Regions from separate parts of the Neogale vison genome. Here region 2 is linked to region 1. Evidence: chromatin contacts called from public Hi-C data. All regions are on one chromosome and are shown on one strand. The core of a region is the stretch at or near the end of the contact, and the rest is flanking DNA. Distances in the headings are between cores, read along the strand shown.

What was found. A called contact is a pair of places that touch in the nucleus more often than the background predicts.
Region 2: a contact with region 1 is called in a Hi-C map of muscle, with 8 times the contacts expected there. The contact joins the promoter of MAML3 here to the enhancer-like site in region 1. A contact is called at or near these places in 2 of 3 Hi-C or Micro-C datasets (fibroblasts and muscle).

What each region holds. Positions count from the first base shown.
Region 1 is chr11:71,775,393-71,781,955 of ASM_NN_V1, reverse strand. No RefSeq gene overlaps it. Among named protein-coding and RNA genes, the nearest start is that of SCOC, 78 kb to the right of the region's middle. Within about 2 kb of position 4,960, the one cell type or tissue checked has open chromatin away from gene starts, as enhancers often do. A contact at or near this core is called in fibroblasts, where this site is marked.
Region 2 is chr11:71,855,132-71,861,462 of ASM_NN_V1, reverse strand. It overlaps MAML3 (mastermind-like protein 3), which reads right to left and starts at 1,435. Exons shown (of 5, transcript XM_044268051.1): 1 at 190-1,435. The coding sequence starts at 660.

The sequences.
Region 1 (6,563 bases), core at 3,711-6,210:
ATAGGTCAACGAGGGCCTTTTAGACTCAGACACGTATATGGGACCGTAATCGCAGAAGTGAGGGGACAGGACCCTTATTACCAGCCCAACCTCAGTCGATGGAAACCCTATGGCTCTCCTGAATGTTGATGAATTAGTCATCTAGTATTAATACATCTAATATAGCATCTCTACCGTTTAAATAAGCCTACTTTTTTTTTTTTTTTTAAATCTCATACAGTTTTTCTGTGAGGAATTCAGGGATGGCTTAACGGTGTGGTTTGGGTTTAGGGTCTCTCGTGTGGCCAAGATGCGAGCCAAGGCTACAGTCATCTGAGGGCTTGATAGAGGTTAGGGGATCTACTTCATCCCCGCTGATGCCCTCACACGGCTGGCAGGCTGGTGCTGGCTGATGGCAGAATCAGCACACGGCTGTTCCCAGATACGTGGAGCACTCCACGTAACTGCTTGAGTAGTCTCATGACATAGTGGCCGGCCTTCCCCACCGTGAGTGAGTGATAGAAGAGAGAGCGAAGTAGAAGTCACAATGTGCTTTCCGTGCTAGCCTTGGAAGTCACACACTGTCATTTTGTAATACTCACTTTGGTCACACAGGTCAGCTCTGTTTAATAAGGGAGGAGACTACACCAGGACAACAACCATCAGGAGACAAGCCTTGAGGGCCATCTTGGAAGCTGCCTATTGGCCATACCACTGCCCAAGGGAATTGGTCCACCCTTTGACTGAGCTTCTTCCCAAAGCTATACAAATCTGATGCTCGTGGGAATGTCTAAGTGTCCTTTTAGAGAAGGGTCAGCAGCTCCTGACCTCCCACCCGCCTCAGGTTGGTGCCCGCCCACTATGTGCCACACCCTAGTCACCACACTTCTGCTTTGGTGGCAGCATGCACGCAGTCAGTGCTAAGGAAGTCACCAAGGAACCGATGATGAGCCTGGCACATACCACGGCTTAGAATGCAACTTTTAAGCAAGCCCTACCCCTAAAGAACTTTCCAGCTGGAGTATCGCTCTAAAACAGGCATCTGGTGGCCCCCAAAAGTTCACAAGCCTTTTTCAGTGTCTGAATTACACCTGTGAGGCTCTGAGGAGAATGTGGCCTCACTGGATTTCTGCTCTCTTCCTGCAGGAAAAATAAGCCTTGCTGACTCAGATGGGAGTAGAGAGGCTAATTGTTAGCTGTTGCTGGGTTCACCTTTGCCGAATGGCTGTGGAAATTCCAGTGAACTTCCATTATCTTCTGCAAGACAATCTAACCTAATTTCAACTGTCAAATGGAAAATTTTTAATTTACTTAAGAGATAGTACACGATAGGCAGTTTATATACACTATCTCCATTAGTTTTCACAGAAACCATGCGAAGTAAGAATCAGACCACCGTTTTTATCAAGTAGCAGACTGAAGCTCAGGGACCTTAAATAACCTGCCCAATTTCCCAGCTAGCAAATGAGGGATCTAGGATTCCAACCTGGGTGTGTCTGACTGGGGAAACCCACGTAATGCGTTCTAGCAGAACTCTCCTAAGGAGGAGGGCCTATAAAACCAGTGAGAATGCATATCGGGGAAGAGGAGGAAAAGAACCTAACAGCCACAGCCCAACCTCAGGGGCAGGAGGAGGGCCTGGGGCTGAAGGCAGCAGGGAGACCCATGTCATCTTCTGTTAGAGGTGGCCAGTCTGAAGACGTTCCCTTGGATCTCCTCCTCCAACCCTTCTCAGGTCTCGGCAACAATGATTCCAGATCTGTCTCAAGGGCAGCAAACTGTGCATCTTCCTCCCTCTCTAAGGAGAGTCAGGTTGTTAATAATCATAGTTACTGTAGCCAGGCCTCCTGCTAAGTTAAGTACCACTTTTAAAAAATCCTCACAACATTCCTATGAGGTAAGTATTACTGCCGCATTTTATAGCTAGGGAGATGGAAGCTCAGGGAGTTTAGGAACAGCCCCAAGGTCACAAAGCCCCAGGTGTTAATGCTCACGTTTCAACCCAGGCCTCTGACTTTAGGGCCATCAGGAATCTTAACACCATGTTCTACTAGACAGAGGTTGGGGGTCGTACGACCGCGTGGCCCGCTCAGCGTCGCGCGAACTGACAGCGCCAGCCCCCGACGCAGGAGGGGCAGGGTCTGGTGGCTCTTCTCGGAAGGAGGACTGCTGATGGCGCCAACCGGGGCCAGGCACCCACAGGGGACCCTGCTGCTCCGGGGCTCGGCCAGACCCTGTTGGTGGGGACGTGGCCCTGCCGGCAGGTCCTGCCCCCAGTCGGAGGGCAGCCCCGCGCCCGGCTGCACAGCGTTTGGGGTGGGCTGGGGCTCCGAAGCCCGAGACGGCTGAGCGGGGGAAGGACGCGTCCAGGCGCTGGCGAGCCGAGGCACCGCGGCTCGTGGGACTCCGCACCCAGATCACCATTTTCCTCCCAGTGGCCGGTTCTCTCCTTTGGAGGCAGCCACCGCCGCGGAGGGAGGCTGGGGGAGGGAAGTGAAGGGGCGCCCCGCTCCCGGGCAGCGAGACCCCGGAGCCTTTGTGTATTTGGAACCCGATTCCCCACCTCCCTTCCCCGCCTCCCATTCCCGCTTTCTTTCCCCCTAACCCAAGTCCCAGTAGAGTATCCAGCAATTAGCACGTGAGGAGGGGGTGGAAGACGGCGGGCGGGCGGGGGTGGGGGCGGCGGGACCCCCTGCTCCCGTCTCCCCACCAAGCCGGGATCAGCCCCTCGTTCCCGCCTGCGCTGCCTTCGTGCGCCACCTACCGGCTGCTGGGGGCCACTGCGAGCCCACCAGAGCTGTTCCTAGGCAGATCTTGATCTCCGTGGACAATAGACAATGGGATTTTTTTTTTGAACAATGATTTATTTTGGGGGGTGGGGATAAGGAGGAAGGAGGGAGGGAGGAAGCAGCAGTGTGTTTGTCATCGCTTTAGAAAAAAATCTCTGTTCTATCATTGTTTCTGCATATCCATTATATTGAGGACAAAAGAATCCCGTTCTGGAACAACAAAGCCAAGGGAAATGTTTTCTGTGGCTGACATTTAATTGTGTGCACAAGGTGCTACATTATCATGCGGCGAGATTGTAGAAAGGAATAGGGCACAGCTTCAGTTCAAACCCCTGACTTTTCTGCTTTAAGATGTGGGCTTTCTTACCCGAGTCTCATTTTATATAGCCTCATAGATCTCATGCATGGTATACACCGCACGCAATTCTGTGTTTCTGTATGGTTTTCCAACCCATCACAAGGCTTTCTTGTGGGTGATTTTCACACCACCTCCCAAGTCTGTTCTTTTACAGCTAAGAGGGATAATCACACTTTGCCTCACAACCTCTTCACACGGTCCTTACCAAGACAATCCTAATTTTTAGGAGCTATTAGGAAGCTTGGGGAACACTTAGTCCCACCTCTGGTTTTACAGATGAACGACAGAGAGATGCCTTGACCAAAGTCACGCAAGTAATTCGAGATGGAGGCAGGATCAGACCCCTTGTGTCCTGAACTCTGGTTTCTATTATGATCTACTGTTTGATGTCCTGATGCCCAACACTCCCTGACTTGCTCACCCTCATGGCCTCTTTTCCTGGAGTGGGGTGGGGGGCAAGCCTCCACACAGTGAGCTGTGCTCCACAAAGATGGGTGATAAGTTGGGGTGGTTGTGGGGGGATGGATAGAAGTCCCCCCTGTTTACCCCTTTCTCTCTGTCTGATGAAGAAGGGGGGCAATGTGGATATCCTTTTCATTTGTTTATTTCATTATTTTGCTGTGAGTTAATATGTAAAACCTATGGTAATCATCCAAAAGTCTCCAGAAAATGCTTTTCCTGGGTTTCATGAAGGTCTTGAGCCCCCAACCCTGACTCGAGGCTAAGCTGGTTACTGGGAACACAAGAAAGGTTTTCCATCTTTGAAAACTGCTCAGGTCTCTTGGCAAGAGTGGTTTGCCCTTGGGAGCCTGAATAATACAGATTTCCTTCTAAGGTTCACGAAAAATCCTTGGGGAGTTGCAGACAGCTGATCATGCTGTAGAACAGAGGCATTTTTCTTCTGGCACCTTCTAAAACATGCTACAACAGACGGCGCTCCCCTTTAAACCCTTAACTGTGTCACGCTGAGAGAAGAATCGAGTCTTAGATGAGAAGCTCAGTAAACATCTTTGCACATCCAAAATAAGGCAGCCCGTCATAGAAGTCTGCTTATTTTAAAGGTTGTTCAGTCTGTTTAAAGCAAATAGACCAATCTCACAGTCTGCAGTCAAGGAGACAACAAGCAGAGGAAGTTTCAAAACAAAAGGCCAGAACATTCCCTAACTCTCTTTAAGCTGTCTTCTGAAAGCACAGAGAAAAAGAAAACACACTTGGCTTGCAAGCAGTTCCTCAACCTTTCTGCTGGGTTCTGGCACTTTAAGAACTTGGGTTTGTACAGGGGCCACGGGAAATGTTAACAGGGAGCTTAGATCTCTAAATCCCCTCGTTTTCATTTGTTTGTTCCTTTTTTCCCTCTCTGGCAGCAGCAATTCATCCTGTCTCTACAAAAAGCCCCACGGTTTAATGATATTTTAATATGACAACCACACACTTACAAACACCTTGCCTCGAGGATTTTGTGAGAATCAAATGTGATCAAATGAGATGATGTAGGTGGAAGAACTTTTAAAAGTCTAAGGTACCCTTCAGATGTGAAGTGTTATTCCCATATATCCCAGGTTCTCCAAGTATGGAACTCGTTCATTGGAGCAGCAGCCTAACTGTTCCGCCAAGTTGTGATTCGGCCCATTTTTCAGAACTTACAGTTACATGGTGGGGGGAGGGGGCAGGGGAAGCTTCATGTAAATTTTAGAATGTCCAAATCTCATTTTAAAGAACACCCTCCCAGCATGTTGGAGTCTGGGGCGTGCTGGAACACTGGTGACTCATTGCTTCCCCATGTCCTTATTTGGTAGCATGCAAATAAAAATGATCATTTTCAGATTTAGATTTTCTCAGAGTATGGTGTGAGCAGCTATTTTTGCTTTTGCTCCAGTCACCATTCTGTGTAGTAGAAAGTGCATTTAGAGTTGTAAAACCTGTTTTTCCATTTGCAGCCTACATTTAAATATGGAAGACAGCATCTCAAGTACTCCCGATTACCTACAGCAGTCACCACGCTTCCCTCCGGGACCTCGTGCACGCAGCCCTCCTTTCCACCCACGTAAGGCCTTCACGTTGCTGCTTGACAGGACGATTTCCATATCACCTACCTATGGAGCACCTCTCTGGAGGACACCTCAAGCGATTGGCGGGTGTTTGGTAACTCACCCTCTTAATATCTCTGTTGGAGAGAGAGGGATTGATTGAAATGACGCCCACTTTGTGGAAGGGGAAACCCAAAGCAGTGAGCGGGTTTCTGTGTTGCAGACCCATGCAGTTCACAGCCCTATGCTGAAGAAACACATGATGGAAGCCACTCAAGATGAGTAAAGCTTGGAGCCCCAATTTCCCTACTAGTTGTTGTCCTATCTTCCTAAACCAAGCCTGCTATTAAGTTTCTCCAGAGGTCAACGTCTAAATTTACTTTCTGCTCTTGAAGATAGCCAAGAGACCCATTACCTAATTTAACCGCAGGCTCCACCCAGCCCCCATCATGGACCTGACTCAGCAGCCCAGGTCACGACTAGCTTCTTACGAGCAGGCCTTCAGATGTTAGTGTCGATGATGCCCTTCGAGGATAACCCGTCCAGGCTGGCCAGCTGCAAGGCTGATTTCAAGCTGGTTTCAGTTAAACCACATTCCGGTATCTATTTCCTTTCTCTTCTAAAAGGAAACCTTCCGTGGCTACTTGGGGCAAGGTTGGCGGCCCTAACTTCTTGGAAGTTTCTGTTTACGGGCTTTGTGAGGCAAGGAGATGAACATCAGCTTGTTCTCCTCGTGCCTCCTTCACTGCCCTGGGCACTGTCTCATGTTCCAGATCTGGGTGAGGACCAGAATCTGACACCAAATCTGGACGAAACACGGGTCAGGGTATTGCCACCAAAATTGTTTAATTGCAGGTGTTTAGAGGTGGGACTGAAAGAGGGTGCTGGCAGGTGTTGTACCTTAGGCAGCTTGAGTGTACTCTCCATGCCTAAAGCCACCTGCCTTACACAGCCGGGCCCGCCTGGGGCTTGGCCTCTGGGGACTCCATCTCAGAGGAGGAGCTGGGCATGTGGCTGTTGACTCTACTGCCTTCCCCTCCAGCTCTACCATCTGTACTGGGGACTTCTGTCCTTGTAAATTCTTGCAATATAGGAAATGCCCAGTGGAAATGCAAAAATAATCATGTCATCTTTCACACATTTATGGTATTTGGGCAATGTTTCTAATAGCCGCTAAGGGACAAGAGTTTATCTTTCTATCTTACATCTCATAAATCTTTTCTTTTTCTTCTATCACTAGCGTAAATTGTGCTTAGTCCAATAACAAGGTTAAAATTATAGTGCTTTTCATCATTACAGAGATGCTCTTGCTTCTGATGGGGACAACGGCTACATCGAAAGCTTAGCAAATTTATTTTTTCCCTTCGCCTGCACCGGGATGTCATCTGGAAGACAAGATTTTCACGTAGC
Region 2 (6,331 bases), core at 186-2,685, 83 kb before region 1:
AAATCTGACAACCCTGACAGATTAACAGGTAGCGACGACGGCAGCTTTTCCCTCAGAAAAGTTCATGTTAACCCTTCGGTTTCAGCCCATCTCGCCACCGTCTAAATCAGACACCCGTTTCCCCCCATGTAAGAAGCTCCACGCCCCCCCCACGCGCGCGCCCCACGCCTGCTGCCAGTGCGCCCTCACCATGATCAGCGTGTGGTTCCTCTGCTCCGCCGAGGCAGCCTCCGCATCTTGCTGGGGTTTGCTCTGGTGCTGCTGCTTGCCCGTGCCGGCGCCCGATTTCTTGGCCCTCTGCTCCAGAGTCCGCTGGTAGAGGCTCACGGTGTCCCGGCGCTCCAGCTCCAGCTGCTCCACCTGAGCCTGCTGATACCTGTTCTCGCAGTTGACGTGGTGCCGCCGGCAGCCCTCGATGCGCTGGCGGAGCCGCTCCACCACGGTGCTGTGCTTGGGGACGGCCGCCGAGCCGCCGCCGGGGCCCCCGGAGCCGCCGCCGCCGCAGCCGGCAGCGGGGTGATTGCTACTCGGAGCAGCGGGAGTACTATTGGGAGTATTATTCACACCGATCCCGGCCCCGCCGAGGCTGCTGTTCAGGCTACTGTTGATGCAAATACTACTGCCATTCGCGGCAGCAGCGGGGGCTGCGAAATCCCCCATCCTGCTCCCCGGGCACACTATTTTGGAAGAACTTTTTTTTATCCACCCCCCTATCAGCCTCCTCCTTGGGTCCAAGAATTAAAATAGTTTAAGTGGAACGCGGGGGAGACGCAAGCACATGGATGGAAACAGCGATCCCGACGGGGCGAAAAAAAAGGGGGGGGGAGAGATTTTGGGGTGGGTTTTTTGTTTCCTTTTTTTAAACTGTAAAGCTCGAGGGGAAAAAAGGGGGGTGTTATCAGAATACCATCAGACACCTATCAACAAAAAGAATCACAACAAACTGAGCCAGCAGCAAATCGGGTTGCAACTCAAGGGGAGATCCGCTCCTCTCCTGCCTTCTTTTTATAATCCATTATTTTCTAATAAATTCCAGGAGATTTCCGGTGGTTGGCAAGCATTTTCTCCCTACGTACCGAAAAATACACCCCATGTACACACACAAGCATATGCCTCCAGTGCGGACACGCGCGACACACACTCACTCCACACCGCATCGGAAAACGGCAAGCTTGCTTATTGCATTTTCCTTCCACAAAAAAGTTTTGGTGTTTATGCCGCCCCGTGTTCTCAAAGTACTTTGGCTGCTCAGTTGCATTTCACAGGAACCTAGATATCGAATCCTCGGGCTGGGGGAAGTAAACACATGGACAGTCCGAGGCGACTGCAAAAGTAGATCGGTGAAGTCCTTTGCAAAACGCCGCGCGGAGAGCAGCCCCTAACGCTCGGCTGGGCTGCCGCTGCCGCCGCTGCTCCTGCCACCATCACAATGATCAACTGCTCGCCGCCGCCGCCGCCGCCGCCGCCGCCGCCGCCGCCACCGCCGCCTCCTCCTCCTCCTCTCGCTCCTCCACCTCCTCCTCCTCCTCCATGCCAGCGGAGTGATATCAGGACGCGCGAGCTCAGTAAACACGGCAGCGGCGGCGGCTGGAGGCCGTGAGACAAGCCGGGGGACCCGGCGCAAAACCCGGCCCGGACTCTCACCCGGCAGGAGCGGGCGCGGCACGCACCGGCACCGGGCTCCCGCCTCCCTCGCCTCGCCCTCCCCGCCCCTCCACGCCCCCAACCTCACTACTACCCTGACAGGAAGCCGAGCTGCCAGAAAAGAGAAAAAGAAAAGATTCTGGGGGATCTCGGGAATGAATCAACTTTTGACCTGTGTGTGTGTGTGTGTGTGTACGCGCGCGCGCGCCTGTGTCTGTGCGTGTCTGTGTCAGAGAGCGTGTGTGTGTGTGTGTGTGTGTGTGCGCGCGCGCGCGCGCGAAGATGGCCGCGTGAACGCGCCTGGCTAGATTTCCTTATTCCAAGGAGGCATCATGCAAGCCCAAGTTGTTGTTATACATTTATGCATTATATTGCAGAACTGTGCATGACCAGGCAGAAACATTGAAGCTTCACAGCAGTTGTCTCTCATCCCTACCCATGTGGAAAGAAAAAGACAAATGAGTGAATCGTTTTTAGAACCCAGGTAGTAAGTCTTTGCTAGTAATAACCCTGCTTATGGACACTTGTTCAAACTCTAAGCCAGTCTTAACACACAGATGCCGAATTCTGAACAAAAAGAAATAGGCACCAAAAAACTAGGAATTTTATTTAATTCACTGTACATGATTGTTGTTATTAAGGCAATTATTGTTTTACTTACCCTTGGAAAAAATTAAAATAAAGCAAGCAGGGACTTGGAGGTGAGACTAACAGTACATTTTAACAGACTGTTTTGAACACTAGGTGCTAATGACAGCAGTAATTAAGGGTCCTTCGTAAATCAAGTGGAAAGATTGCAGATTTCATGGACTAGAACTATAGGAAAAACACAGCATTTCACAGTTTGTCATGACCAAAACAAAAACAAGCAAAAATAACAGGCTTACTTTATTGCTAGATATATTTCTTTCTGCTTAAGCAAATGCACAATAAGTACAATTAAAATGGGATAACTACCACAGAAAGCAATCTAAACTTTCCTTTATCTTTCCAGATATTGAATATCAAAAACAAAACAAAACTAAGGGTCAAATATAATATCCTTGAGCCTGGACTTAATTGCATATACATAATTTTTTAAGAAATTTAAATGGAGAAACGGGATTTCTGTGATCATCAGTAGTTCAAAATCTTGATTGTGGGCTATTAATAATAAGGCACTTTGTATTATCTCAATAAATCTTATAGAATTAGTTTTTAGGGTAAAAATACACCCCAGTTTTCTAAAATAGCCAGGAATAAAAGAACTTTGGATCTCATGCATTAGTCATGAGATCTGATTTAAACCATCTTCATTTCTTGGCATTGCAGATTAGCATAGGATGCTATTTCTAACCTCATAATGTCAGCAATAAGAAGCTATATTTTTCTTCAATTAATCAGGCCTATATGGTAAACTATATCTGTAACATCCACTGGTTTATATGGTAAAATGGGCAGCAAAATATTGATTGGTGTGGTGTGAGATTACCTTTAAGGAGTGAAACCAATGTGAGAGTATGTTTCGTTGAGGCTGCCGTACTATCTCAGAGGGCTACTTAGTTGACATAGAACTTTCTGTATCATAACGGCCCTTCCTTCAAGTCTGTTAGAAAGTTTAACTGAATTAGTTCTATAGCAAAAAGTTCAGATTCTAAAAACACAGAGAAAATTATTAAGAAAATGACATCACAAAACAGGCTTTGTCTTATTTACATATTAACTAAATAATGTGTCTATTAATTTGGGAAATACATAGCTTCATTGCAGAGAGGAAGCTATGACTCTGCATTCACTCTCTTCTCTCTTCACCACACTTTAATTCTTATTCCTTCCCCCACCAGGCATGTACATCACCCATAGAAGACTAGTAGAGGCAAAAAGTTTGAGGGTCTTTAGTACTGGGTCTTCAGTTCTGAAACCCGAGTTCTAATGCTAGCTATTTCCTGTGACTCAGCATTTATTTTTTCATTGAGAATTTGTCAATTCTGGAAAAAAAATGACAATAGTAACAGCAAATATGCATTCCTATCAAGCTGTTTACCTCTCCCATCATGAAGGGAAACCAAAAATACACAAGAATTTGCATCCTTCCCTTTGGGAGACCAACAGGTGGAGGAGTACACTTTGTGGCTTTAGCCCAGAGCTCCCCAATGACAAATGGAGCTATTTTTGCACAACTACAGCATAGTTTGCTGCTTCAGTTTAGTGCATGAGTGGACTATACAAAAAAGAAAGGTTGACTCCTCATGGGTGTATGTACACACACTAACATACACACATACCCAGACAGAGGCACCCATCTGCCATCTTATCAAGATGGTGGGAATGGCAGCCACAAGCTCCAAGACTGAAACATAGGGACAGAGAGGACGGTGAAGTGGCGTCATGGACAATGGGGGAAGAGTCTTTGAGGAAAACGACCTGTGCAGTATTCCACTGTGACATCTTTGAGGCCAGAAACCCCATCCTAATTGTGCTGGCTGATTAGAAGAAAGAAACAGGAAGTGAACGAGACTTGGGTCTTGAGCAACATAGTCAAGTCATGCTGAATTAGAGATCTTAATCTGCTCCAGTGACCTTAGAAGAAACAGAAGCTTTCATACTGGTTACTTCTAGACTCCCGTGACATACTGCCACAAGGTTTGTTGATCCCCACCATCCTATAGAACTCCTTGAAAGTCAAGAGAAGTCCAAGTTCTGGGGAAGCCATTTTTGTCCCTTCTCCCTAGCACACACTCTGATAGCATGACCGTCTTTTTCTTCTCTTTGTGCCTGCTAGGAAGCAAAACTTCCAGATGGGAGCTACGGACACCTCATCAGTGCTGTTGGTCCAGAATAGCAAAGAAATCTGAGATGCCATAGCAATGATGAGAAAGAAATGATGTGGCTGCCTCCCCAGACTTTGATGATATCTCTCTGGATACCAAAAAGGACATGATGAATAAATACCTGTACCAGGTTGTCCTGAGGCACTGGCCCTGAGCCACAGTTGGCAGTTCTAAGGAGTCGAACCAGATTCCCTTTTCTTTAGGCCAGTTCTGCATCATCCTCCCATGTCCATCTGTTAGGGTCCAGTGGCTCCATGTCGAAGAAGAGGTCCTTGTGTAGAAACTCCAGTATATGTGCCACTTCTGCTTCCCTCTTGATGTGGATCAATAGAACTCTTTGTTACCACTCTTTTGTGCCATGAGACAGTACTCTGCTGCCCATCTAAAGGTAAGCATGCCTTTATATAAGCCCACGGAGAGGGTCCTGGTGGTCCTAAATTACTAGCATTATTGGGTGTGCCATCAACTGTCTAGCAAGAGCTATCATATCAACAGTTTCACAAATATAGGTTTGGCCTTTCTGTGTGGTAGATACCTGTGTTAAGCACTGGTAAGACAGCAGAGTAGTGTGGAGTCCAAACCTACCTAGTGATGACCAATGAGGCTCAGAGCAAGAGATGCAATGATGGGACTTATATGAAGTGGGTTTGGGAACACATAAAGGAGGCTTTGAGTGCATGTATGGGGACCAAAGAAGTCTCCCCCAGAACTCATTCCAAAAACTGGGCAGAAGTAAGCCAAGCAAAGGTTGGGGGTGTGGGGTACGCCGTGGGGAGCTAAGAAACAGCTAGAACAAGGCCCAGATCTGTTCCAGCAAGTCCTCCAGTGACTCCCTCACAGGAGCAGGAGTGTGGGAGGTTGTGCTGAGAAATGAGGCCGAGGCTGGGGAGGTCAGCAGGATCCAGGTTGTGCAAGGCCATCCAGAAGTTTAGACGCTATCCTGGTGATAATGCTTCCATTGAAAGGATTAAAGCTGATTCATGCTTTTGACTTTGGCAATGCAATAGATGTGTTAATAGAGTGTTTTCTAGAGTATGTTTCTGAAGAACCTAGTCTTATAAGATGTTTCACCAGGAAGTCTTCTGAGCCAAGTACATTTAGAAGATGGTATTGTATCTCTCTCACGACCACATAGAAGACCACAAGAAACCTTGCAGCAAAACATGTTTAGTTGTGTTTAACCTAGTAATGCCCAAATCCTGATATGTTTCACAAAACGAAACATATTAGAGAAAGCTCTGTGTAGGAGAGAGTAAAAATCAAAGATAGTTCCAAATCCACTTAAGTTCACAGTGATTACCTGGGCAGGCAGCCTCTGACGAAGACTGCGTTGCCCTTACCATCTGCTCTGCCAAAATCTCCAACACCCTGGGCTCAAGGCCCTTCCCCACCCTTCCAGGGTGTGCTGAGTTCTGACCTTGGAGTAGTCAGGAAAGGCACAAATCCCAGAACAGTGAATGTGACTGGTCCTCAGCATCAGCACTTCAAGTATGTTATAGTAATATCTACCTCTACATAAAAAAACCTCCTTATTAGGGGGAAAGGTCAGCTTTATTTAACTGAAAATCTTAATTATGTAATAGCTTTAAAGATATAGAGTTTCATTATTTTTGAAGCATGTGCTCTGTCTAGTCTAACAATTACTGGCCTCGTGGAGTTATTTTAATGAGCTCTTTCCACCTAGTAAACCAATTGTATATAGGTGACATACCTCACAGAGCAGGGGTGTTTCAAAGAATGTTTCCTTAAGTATTTAAAGATTTCTAGCAAGACCCTGTTTACATTGTAAATTTTCACTTTGTATTAAGACAGGGTTTACTAAGCTCCAGACCATGTCATAAATTTTGAGAGAAATATGAATTAATGGGGTTTATTTT